Linked DNA regions of Hordeum vulgare: region 2 is linked to region 1. The links are chromatin contacts, called in public HiChIP or PLAC-seq maps. All regions are on one chromosome and are shown on one strand. The core of a region is the stretch at or near the end of the contact, and the rest is flanking DNA. Distances in the headings are between cores, read along the strand shown.

Evidence for each region. HiChIP or PLAC-seq counts read pairs in DNA pulled down with a chosen protein or histone mark.
Region 2: an H3K4me3 HiChIP or PLAC-seq map of embryo shows a contact between it and region 1, with 6 times the contacts expected there. The contact joins the promoter of LOC123397754 here to the promoter of LOC123452430 in region 1. A contact is called at or near these places in 1 of 6 Hi-C or Micro-C datasets (leaf) and 1 of 1 datasets of contacts at active chromatin or transcription factors (embryo).

Annotation. Positions count from the first base shown.
Region 1 is chr5H:344,965,885-344,972,180 of MorexV3_pseudomolecules_assembly, forward strand. LOC123452430 reads left to right here and starts at 3,892. Exons shown (of 6, transcript XM_045129076.1): 1 at 3,892-4,206. The coding sequence starts at 4,044.
Region 2 is chr5H:345,548,639-345,554,483 of MorexV3_pseudomolecules_assembly, forward strand. It overlaps LOC123397754 (transcription factor MYB44-like), which reads right to left and starts at 4,487. Exons shown (of 1, transcript XM_045092290.1): 1 at 2,925-4,487. The coding sequence starts at 4,338. The coding sequence ends at 3,355.

The sequences.
Region 1 (6,296 bases), core at 2,642-5,141:
GCACTTGGCACTGAGTTAATAAGTTAGTCCCCAAAAATGTATAAAAGGCATGCAAAACATCCAAAGTCTGACAAGATAATAGCATGAAACCATCAAAAATTATAGATACGTTGGAGACGTATCACGCCGTCTCGAAAATTCTTGGCGGAGAGCCGGCAGGGGTCGTGCCGGCCGCCCATCTGGCATATCAGATGCGGCCGCCGCTGCAGAGGCAGGACCCGACGTGATATCATGGTGGCAAGAAAGTCACGAGCCAGAAGGCCTCGAATCTTCAAGTTATCAAGGTGGGCGCATATTTGCGCCACCTCGACGATGGGCTTCGAAAGCGTCGCCTTCCAGTTCAGCTTCGCCGTCGACGGAGCAATGGCGAATGGGGGCAGGTTGATGTACTCGCGGGAGGGGTCGACGTTCTTCACATAGAAGAACCCCTTCAGCCACATCTTGACGGAATCCTGCAGCGGCATCTATGAGAAGCCGGACATCGTCCGGTGATGCACCAGTGAGGTGCCACAAGGGGTCATCGGCTTGGGGCCTGAATGCCCCGCCGCCTCGGCCTTGTCCATCTTCACGGACTGCTGCTTGAAGAAGAACAACTTCTGCCAGAGGTCCAAGCGGGGTTCAATCCCCATGAACCCCTAGCATAGGACAACGAGGGCGACAAGATGGGGATGGCGTTGGGCGCCAGATGATGCGGCTGCATGCCGAAGAAGGTAAGAAAGCGAGCGAAGAAGTCACTCGCTGGAAGGCCAAAGCCGCGGTAGAAGTGTTCCTCGAACACTACCACCTCACCCTTCTTGGGGGTCGGGGCTGCTTCGGCGCCGGGCACCCGCGCCGCCATGAGGTTTGCTGGAGGCAGCATGCGGCGGTGGCGGAGCGCGTCGATGTTCCCGTCGCTGATGTCGCTGCCCACCCAAGCGCCTCGGAACTGCCCCTTCTTAGGGGCGCCGCTTGGACATGGTGGGTGGCGGCGGAGGCTAAGACGGTCCTGGCGACGACCGACGGCGATGGCTCGAGCGGCGGTGAAGGCAATGCAGCGCTCTTCTTTCTCTGGCTCAGGGCAGGAAGGGGCATTGGTGCGGGGCGAGAAGGGGGCGAATGGCCTCCTCGACGCCCCCGCATCCCATTTAAAACCCCACAAGAGATCGTGGGGTGGGGATCCGGTGCGCATGACTCCCACCTCCTCCGATTATTACGGGGGGCATTTACGCCCCACGGAACCCAATCGTTGCAGAAGCAATCCGTAGAGGATCCGCGCGCGCGAGGGCCGAGGAGGCGTCGTGGCGGGACCCACGGCGCAGGCTCCGCCCCGTCACCTATACAGTTAATCATAGCGTCGGGCCCGGGGCCCGACACGTGGCGCAACAACGCTGCTTGCGGCGAAGCCGAGGCGTTTGTTGAAAGCCAGCCGGCTTCCGACCCGGCACCTCCTGCAACATGCGACCTATGAAGAGCATCAGCAAGGAACTCAAGCCGGCGAGGCCTCCCGCTTTGAGGCGGCGGACCTCCCCTGCTTCGGGGACTATTGACGGGGGGATAACCTCGAGGTAGGCTCATCAAACCTACTCTTTTGCATCCAAGAGTAAAGGGAAGCATCAGCTTCTTCTAGACGGTCAACTCTTCTTGGCCGTCTGGAAAGCTCCGGATGGCTAGGAGCGAGACGACAATCCTTCCTGGCCGGCTAGAGAGCTCTCGCCGGCTAGGGACGAGACGACACTCCCTCCTGGCCGACTGGGAAGCGCTTGCCGGCTAGGAGCGGGACAACAACTTCAAGGCCGGCTAGCGAGGCCGCTAGCCGGCTAGGAAGCCCTAGTCACATCCAAACCTAGGCTGGGACTAGACTCTACGAATAAAGGTGGATACGCGTCAGCACATGTACAAGATTGGGGCGCACGACAGATACAATGTCAGCGGCCATGCCGCTGACCTAGGCCGACTCCGATCCATCAAACCAGCACAGTATAGGCCCATCAGCACCCACTCCATTACCAAGCTTGGTGTGGTAATAGTGGAGACGGCCATACTCACGACCCATGACGAATCTCACAATACGACGCCGGACGTACTACACATGTCCTGCGTCGGCCTTACGCGAGAACTCCATTGGCTCGCCGGCGAATCCCATGGCCAGATGGGACCTCGCAGCCGGCGGGCCCCTCCAACGACAAGACCAGACTACTGTGGGTCCCTTGCTCAGCCAGCGAGGCTTCTAGGCGGGCCCCTCTTTCGTACTTTTATCCATATTGTAGGTCGGTGGGTTTGTCTATAAAACTCCCCGACCCCCCTCCATGCAGAGGGTCGGTCAACTGCTCACACACACACCCATACAGGAGAGGTAGACGCGAGCCGGCAACTCCTTCTTCCTCCTCCGTCGAACAACTCAAGGAGCACACTATAATCCCTTTGGTGCATCAACCATTCCGGCAGGACTAGGGGTGTTATCTCTACGGAGAGCCCTGAACCTGGGTACATCATGCATCCCTCGCTTGTACCAGTCCCGTTCCTGGAGCCCGCCGGTGTCCTTACGGTTTCCACCACTCATGTTTAGCCTAGCCATGGCTGATGTCGTGAGTAAACACCGACAGTTAGTGTAGCTATTGAGGACAAGACAGATCGTGCGTCATTGGGACATCACGACGCATGTACATTCAGTACATCGCGGCGGTGTCGTGCTTATCTGGAGTACGTCTAACCACCGTCTCCTTATAGTGTAATCAACAAGTTTCTCGTTGTGCAAGACCGATCAACATTGTGCCAGCGGCATCTAGTCGGCCGCGATCTCGCAAGAAAAATCCACAACATAGATAAACTTGATCCGAAGAATAAACTAATCGCAAAAATGAAATTGTGATAACATAAGGAATTCATTTTTGCAAGAAGAAGTGATCTGATCCTATACCTCCGTGGGATTGATGAGAGCCTGCTTGAGGTAGGCTTGACGCAGGCTCGATGAAAATGTGTTACGCAATTTCTGCCGACGATTTTGACCCAAGGTTACAGAGCGTAGCGAGCGTTGTAGTTGATCACATAAAAAGGTAGATAAAAGAGAGGAAGTAGGGATAAGACTATCTTTATTACTGACTAGCACAAATGCCCGTGCGTTGCAACGGGAGAAAAATAAAAAAATGTAGCCCATTGGTAAAAACGCGTGTGGATACTGTCAAAAAAAGGCACGTACGTAAGGTCTTAGATTATAAAATATGTACAAAGAAAGAACCTAATGCAAGTATATCATGTCCAAAGATTATAACATTTCCCAAATATTGATGCTTAAGTTAACATGTTACAATACAAATAGTCGGTACGAAATAAAGACAAATATTGATTAGCATTGTATCCTAAATAGTATTTTTTTAAATATTTAATATGTAAAATAACAACATATTCAAACTCTACACATTTTTCTAATCAAGTTTCATATATAACATGTTTAAATTGGATTTACGGTTTAAAAGATATTGTTATTTGAAAATACATATTTATTCTGAATGGACTTCGAGGTTATTAACGCATATGTGAGGGGTGTATGTAAAAAATTTAAAAAACGATTCGTTCTGAATATAATTTGGACTGCGGGTTATTTAGCACGAAAGTAAGGGGGTTTTGTGTAAAATGTGAAAAAAATGGTTTAGCCTCACTTAAAAACGTACCGCGGGTTAATTAGATGAAACTACAGGGATGTTTTTTGCAAAAATGCCACGACGGACGTTAGAAACGATGCGTGTTTTATTATTAAGGAAGATTGATCTGCGTTACAGTGATTACTTCTCGTCTATATATATGTCAAGCCATAAATAATACTTCCTCCGTTTTGAAATAAGTGTCTTATTTTTAAGACCGAGGAAGTAATACAACGAACTCAAAGTATGGAAACGGAAGGGTGCCTAGCACGAAGCCCACCGTCGCCCATCCTGGCTGGGCCCGGTTTCCCGTATGTTCCCGCTCAACCTTATCTTCACCCTTCACCGCCTGATGACCTTTCTTCTCACAAACTTTGGAAGAAAATCTCACCGGAGACAAAGGAGTAGAGAGCTTCGGAAGAGGAGATGGCCTGCTGGTTGGGGCCAGCCTGCAGAGTGGCGGCAGCAGGGGTCTTGCGGTCTGAGCGGCAACGACTAAGCCTTCCTCGAGCGCTGACGGCGGCGAAGAGGGCCACCTTCTTGGAGCAGCAACGAGAGGAAGCAGCCGGCCTCACTCGCGTTGGCCATGGTTAGGGACGACGAGGCCCTCTTCCCGCCCTCTACTTTTCTAACGACGAGGCCACCAGGGCGCTTTCTCCTCCCCTCCCCTCCCGCGGGCGGCAGGGGAGGGGCCCTACCCGCCGCCAGCCCGCGGCCCTTGTCCTCTCCCTCTTCTCTCCTCGCCGTCGCCGGTGTGCGCGGGGCACCCTCTTCCTCTCGCGTCGTGGTGGTGGTGGTGTGGGGGGGGGGGGGTTTCGGCGCAGGCCGCTCTAGCCAAGCCGGAGCGCGGCCTGGTGCAGGACGCGGCGGCGCGGCGGTGGCGACCGGCGGCGGTGCTGGGGGTCGCGGCTATGTGGCGTCGATGGCTGAACGGTGGTGGTGGTGCGTTTTAGGGTTGGCGGCGGCAGCTCCGGCTCCCGGTCGACCCGATCTGGATGACGCGGGGGGTGGAGGCGCTTCGCCTCGTCCGTGCTGGGCTGGCTTGTCGAGGGCCTGCTGGCCGTGGTGAGCCACCTACGGTAGTCTCGCTGGCGGCCTGCGGTGGTGCTGCAGCTCTTCAAGCGGGCGTGAAGGCGGGCCAGGGTTCGGTTGGTGGTGACCTTGGCTGTGGACGGCAGTGAAGGGTCTTCTTTGGGGAGCCGATGGGGAGCGGGGGCACCGGAGCGACTGCTCGGCGACCGGGGTTGCCGGCTGTCATCAGCGGTCCCATTTGTTGGGGCGGAAGCCTCCTGTTGCGGGTGCGGTTGCCGGCAGTGTACCGGCGAGGCAGACTTGCCTTCAGGGCAGGAGTTTTACGTGGTTCTTCTGCTCGGGCTTGGTTGCTCCTTGTGCGAGTTCTGGCGCGGTGTCACCTTGGGGTCAGATTGCTCGGCTCTGGGTCGTCTCCGGCCAAGCCAAGGTGGGACCTTGTGGTTCTGATGTGCAGGCGTCCTCATGTTGTGGCGTCGGTGAAGGTCCATGGAGGTGGTGGTTGGGACAATGTTGACCCGGCAATAGGATCGGTGCTTCAGGCCGCAGACTTACCATCGTCGGAGCTGATTACTCGACGATAGCCGTCGGCAGTCGCTGGGTAATGCCCCCCCACCAGTCCATTGGAGGGGATTGCAGGCGTTGGCGCCCCTACGGTGGTGGCGTTGACCCTGCCTCGGTGGCTGATGCTGGGCTTTTCCTGCCATGGTTTGTGCTATGTGAAGCGGGCGGTTCACGATATCTCGTGGCATGGATGTCGGGGCGGCGACCCTGGAAGGTGGTCTGCATGGTTAGCTCTCCAGTGAACACCATGGCGGCGGCGGCGGTGGCTATGTCTATTGGTCGTGTGGGCGACGACATGTACAACGGTGGGCGGCTCGGGCGTGCTCTCTGTCTTTGGCAGTGGTGTCACTCCGATCCAGATCTGGGGAGCTGAACTCGTTACGCTTATCCTAAAGACCTCGGTGGCATGTGGGAGTTGCGAGCGAAAGCTTTGCGCTTTGTCGTCGACGATGACACCGCTTTCTTCTTGAAGACGTCGTCATGGAGCTCCTCTCCGTGTCTGCGTTCCGGGTAAAAACTTTTGTCCGCCATGGACTCGACAACGGTGACGCTTAGCGTCGTTTTCCTACTTGGGGGCATTGCCGTGCAGCGTGGGTGTTTTAGGGCATAGCGTGGCGTTGTACTCGGTTCTTCCCGTGCTCTATGTCGGTAGCATAGTCGCTTGCGTCTTGTGTGATCCGAATATCTTGGGATCGGTGTTATTTGAGGGTTGTCCTATCACCTTGTATCATTCGGCCATGTACTTTGTTCTGTGATTGCTTTATATATAAAGCGAGCAAAACCCTGTTTCAAGGACTAGGACGCTTTCTTCTTGTCCAGGATGGATGTATTTGATAGCTCTGCAATTACACAAGTCCCTATTGGGGACGAATAACTGTGTTTTGACTAAACTTTCTCAAACTGGTGAGCCACATGTTTAAAATCTTTTGAAATGCCGTGATAATGCGATTTTCTTCCACAAATTGATGTTAGTTTCAGTAGGGGACATGTGTGAAATTTAGTTTTACAATTGCAACAGTTAATGGTTTTAACAGGGAATGCTATTTCCCAGGAAGTTTCAATTCAATTCTGCAGTATTAATTTTGT
Region 2 (5,845 bases), core at 3,237-5,736, 580 kb after region 1:
TGATTTCGGTGCATTTTAGCAGTTGTGTTGCCTTCCAGCTATTTGGGCTCGTCGGCGTCCTGGTTATGCGCCCGCTCCGGACTATGACTCGCTCGGGGCCTTCGGCCACCGTCTCATTCATCACTGCCTAGCTAGTGTTTTGCCTAGCTGCCCACCCCTGTGCCATGCCTATCCATTCGCTAATCTGTTGCTCGTGCGTGTGACATCGCTCTATGCTTGTTTCGTCGACAAGCGTGACTCCCCTTTCCCATGGTAATGCTTCAGCCTATGCTCGACTTCCTATTCTCTGATTAGTGTGTCGATGCTAGGAATGCTCAGGCTCTAGCTAGGGTGAAATCATACATCCTTTGTTGGCAGCGACGCACCCCCGGTTGTTGCCTCGGGGCGTCGCCGTGGCCGCCATCTGGGCCCCTCTTTGAGCATTAGGGCAAACCCTACATCCGGTTCTCCATATCGGACTATGACGGCGTCTCAGTGTCATTCTCCTATATCAAGGTGCTATCTTGTGTGCTTAGAGCGTCCTCAAGGGATGTTGGTTGTCTAGTTCTTAGTCTACGTCATGTATGAGGATGACGAGTTTAGGAGCGTTTTTTCCCTGTTTAGGCCAAGTATCTCATTTTCTCTTTTGTGTGGATATCATGTTCACTTATATTTGTGCCACGTATTGTATTATTACTTCTTTCTTTTTAAATATAAAATCTTTTAAAAATTTCATTATAGACTACATACGGATGTATATTGTACACCTTAGAGTATAGATTTACTCATTTTGTATCGTATGTAGTCTCCTAATAATTTTTTTTTTAAAAACTTATATATAGGAACGGAGGAAGTATTCATCTTTTCTTTTATCAATGAAATGATACATAAACTTTGTGCATTCATTAAAAAAGGCTAGCTGGAAGCGAGTCATCCGTTCCGTGACAAAGTAATCCCGTCCATTCGGAGTATCTAAACGTGCAGTTGCACAAAAAGACGGGCAAAGCAAGAAACACAAGACGAGAGTTGCCCACCGCCTCACGTCACTCGGTCGATGTTTGGTCGTTGCAGGCAGGCGGCCGGTACATCGTCGTGGTCGGCCTTTTGCCGCCGTCCGTCCGTCGGTCGACACCCCCACCCCAACCGCACATACGAATACGACCCAACCAAATGCTATTCCCAAGTTAACCATTAATGTTGGTTTGTTTTCCCTGAACTGACCGCTGACTGACCGACGACACCCTAACAGAAAACGGCCTTCTTTTTCTCCGGCCAAAGCTTTCTCCTTTCCCAGGCCAAAACCATGGCTATCCGATGCCAGTATTAGCACGCTAGTATACTGATTCCTGGCCCGTGTTAGGTGGTCAGGTCAGGTCGGGCTCGACGGAACGGATCGGATGGATGGATGAGGGCTGCCCGGGACCGGAAATGATGAACTGCCTCCGAAAACAACGTCTAACCAGAAATATCTCGTGCCAGGCAAACCGCACGCACCCATCAATCAGTCAGTCAGTCAATCAATCGACGTAGCATATGTGCATGCACGCACGCGTATAATAATTCCAGGGCCTGCCTGACCAGTAACCAACCAACCAGCAGCAAACAAACCAACGAATTAACAAACCATCAGCCTGACGTCGCCAACGGAACAAACCGACACACCAGATCGCAGTGCAGATATACTACTAGTGGCCACTGTTTCGGGGTACATACAAATATAGCTGGTAGATACTGTACAAACGGAATTGTATATATACACGCGACACGAGCAACGACATCAGCTCAATTTATCCGAATATATGCTTCCCCGTTTCAGTGTATAAGCCATCTTAAATAATGCATCATAATTAAAAATGAAAATTAAAACGACAAAAATTAATGTTAATTTGTTCATTAATATAATACTGTTACATGCAATGAATTGATCAACATATGTTGTTTTAGTTAGTCTAAGTCATTGAAAACATGCACGTGTCTTTATTGATTGATTTATTATTCATAAAAAAAATGATAAAAGTTAAGGTACCACGTTTAAGTCTTTTATATTATTTGATTTTCATAGGACGACTTATACACCCAGACGAAGAAATTACTGTACCTGTTGTGAGGTAAAGAAATATGCCTTCAATGTTTAAATCACTATTCTCAGAATAAAATATTTATATCTAGACGTTTTATACTAGTTTACAGAGAAAAAGTATATAGTTCCGATGGAATTACAGCAAGTTCATTTGGTGGTGCCATGATTCTAGACTAGAGGGGGCTCTGGAGGAGACGTAGCTTGCTGGAAGAGTCGTGGGCGGGCGTGGAGACGGTTTGAAAACCAGAAACAAACTGCAACTTGACTAGTTTTAGCACAGCAGCAGCTACTTCAGTCAGAGCTTACTTGTTCCTCCGTCTTTCTGGGACAATAATGCAAGCGGTCAGTCCGTCATGTGAGTTGTGTCGTCTGGATAACTTTCACTTTGCGCTGCGCTGCGTTGCGTTGCCTTGTTAAGCTAGCCAGCTGCCGTTTCAAAGCTCCCTTTCCGCCATTCCCACACGTTCTCCTCTCCCATCCGTCCATCAATCGCCCCCACGTCAAAATAATACCAATCCTCAGTAAATAAAATTAAAAAAGCAGAGAGAGAGAGAGGGTGCGCAACAGGGAGGCAGTCAGTTAGCTGTCGCTCGCCCATTCTCCACTGCCGATCCCACCATAATTCCGTTTCGTCGCTCGCCCATTCTCCCCTGCTCCCCAAACCAGACACTCCAACCACAAAAACAACCCCAAAACTGAAATGTGCACCTACTACGTACGACTAGCAAAGCAAAGCACAGCACCACGGAAACGAAACCAAACGACTTTGTACTACCAAAGCAAGCAGTGAAACGGAACTCCGGAGTGCCAGCAGTGAAACGGAACTGAAGAAGCAAGCAGATCAGATGTGATCCATCCATCCATGTGAACTGAACTTGGCCTCGCCTTTTTCCCCCCGTCTCGTTTGATTTCTTTTTCCCTTTCCTCTGTACAAAAAACAAGTCTCTATCCAGCAAGCAACATGTTTGCCTCTGCACTGCCTAGCTTATTCGGCACACTAGTCACGAAGTTTTCTCCGTCTCAGTCTCTCGACAGCCAACGAACTGCCATGATCGATCGATCGATCTCGAGCAAGGAAAACGAAACTAATCAAGACACATGGAACTAAGGAATTATTGTTGGGAAACAAGATCAAGATCTAAACAGGCCTTCTTCTTCTTCGCCTCTCCTCTTCACTTGCCGCCTCTTTCATTAATTGCTTCTCTTGAGTCGAGCAGGCAGGCAGACTGATCTTGGTTTGTTCTCGAGATGCTGCTTCTTGTTTGCGTGCTGGTACTCGATGTTGGCCATGGTCGTCAAGCGCTTGTCGGCGACCGGGGGTGGAAGCCGGACATGTAGTTCCGGACTTCGATCCGGATCATCTCCTGCATCATCGACAGGAACTCCCCGTTGAAGGGCGCCGCCGCGCGTGGTTGAGGCGGCGGGGGCGGCTGGAGATGGAACGGCATGGACGGGGGCGGCATCTGAGGCGCTGCGGCGGGCTGTACAGGAGCAGGAACAGGAGGTGGCGGCATGGGCATGGGCATAGGCTGCGCCACCGGGGCTGGCTCGGGCGCGTCCAAGCCGGGCAGGGAGAGCGAGAGCGAGAGGGACGTCGCCGGAGGAGGAGGAGGGGGCGGCGGCGGTGGAGACGGAGGCGAGGGCTGAGGAGTTGCCGTCGGGAGCACGACCACCCCGCCGGCCCGCGCAACCGGGCGGTAGACGTGCGGCTGGTGCGAGGCGGCGGACGGCATGACGGAGGGGAGGCTCTGGTGGCTGGAGTCGCTGAGGTCCGATCCCGACGGGCTGCCGGGGCTGAAGCAGAGCCCCGGGTACCCGTCGCTGCTGGTCCGCTTCAGCGGGCGGCGGTCGTCGTCGACCGCGTCATCACCGGGCGAGGCGGAGGCGGAGGCGGAGGCGGACGCCGAGGATGATGAGGAGTACTTGCGCTTGAGCGTGGAGTTCCAGTGGTTCTTGATGGCGTTGTCGGTGCGGCCGGAGAGCAGGCGGGCGATGGTGGCCCACTTGTTGCCGAACCTTGCGTGGGCGCGGAGGATGGTGTCGTCCTCGTCGGGGGTGAAGGGGCGGTGCTCCACCTGCGGCGAGAGCTGGTTGCACCACCGGAGGCGGCACGACTTGCCGGACCGCCCCGGGATGGACTTGCTGATGAGCGACCAGTTGCGCGCCCCGTGGCGTCCCACCAGCCGCTGCAGCGCGTCGTCCTCCTCCGGGCTCCACGGGCCCTTGATCCGGTCCACGTCCTTGCCGCCCCCTCCTCCTCCTCCTCTGCACGCCGCCATGACTCGCCGCCCGTAGATCGATCGATCGATCGATGGATGTACGTGTGCGTAGTAACCGCTCCCTGCTACGGGTGGTGGGTTACCGAAATAATGTGGTGGTGGTGGTGCGGTGGAGAAGTGGAGGGAGGAAGGAAGGAGACAGAGGAAGGATGGAGTGAGGGGAGCGGAGGGGGCAGGGGGAGGATATATACCTGGGACTGGAGGCGACGGTGAACGGGTTCCAGCCCAGCAGGGGAGGGAAGGGGGGGACGTGGGTACAGCTGGCCCCGGGACACGCGGCGTCGCTACCATCCCATATAAACGCTCCCCAACTGAAACCCGAAATGACTCTTCCTGCTCCAACGCCTACGTGTGGTTATGTTATGGACGGATGGATAGGGATAGGGATGGGGATGGGGAGGCAGGCGCAAAATAATATCTATCTATCTCTCTTCCCGGCCATCGCTTCCAACCGAAACGACCTCTGCTATTCATATTCATTTCTGGTACTATTATTTCTAGTAACAGATTCAAGTGACCGAGGAGTATGTAAGTATTTGTTGGGGATAGTAGGAATTTCCTGATTTTCGGCTTTTTAATCGGCGCGTATGGCGACGTGAGGATTTGTTTCGCCCAGCACAAATTTGAATCCCGCGCCGTCTCCATGCATGCCATGCGTCGCAAGCAAAACCGTCTCCGTCCGCGTCATTTCCACACGCACACGCGTGTGGCGCACCTTTCGCACAGGAAAATGCCTTGTCTTTTTTGCTACGTACCACTTAATAACCTGATTATGCGGAGTGCTACGTAGAGCAGAGTACATATCTAGCCTGGCAGTGGTAATTCGTTCAGTTCAGATACCATGCCAGATATCCTACGGTAACGTCTGAGGCATATAACGAGCTACCGGTTCCTGCTGGTATTTCGCTGTCTTTTTATCTTTCTTCCTTTCTTTTGGGACGTGATGACAGGCAAATAGAGGAAGGAAGGAAAAGGGAATTGGTGTTGGAACGGTGCGACGCTGCTGGTGAGTCGTCGTGGCCGTTGGGAGTTGAGGAGGCGTGGTCGCGGGATTGGGATCGGTGGCCCACCCCACCCCACCCCCAGTCCGCTCCACTGAACTGCAACCGACTGCTCCGAAACAAAACAAACCCGGCAAATTTAAAACCGGGGTGCATGGACGTGGTAGGGCGTCCGTCGTTGATGACGGACGCAGCGCCGTGCAAGCCGTGTTCCGGAAACGGTTTTGTTTCGATCTATCGGAAACGGATGTGTACGAAGGAACCACCCGTTGCCGGTGAGTGGAGGGCGGGCGGGCTTGCTTGCGTCCAATCTGCATGCGGTTGGTTGCTGCCCGCGCGTGTCCCCGTCCGAGGGATCGAGACGTCTCCTCCTCCCGCGATCCGACCACGACCGCTCTTCTTCCTCCCTCTCCTTTCCTTTCGTTTCGTTTGCGTTACACTTCTACCGGCCTGAGGGAGAATAGAGGAGAGCCCGACTAACTACCAGGACGGCACGCCGCAACTAA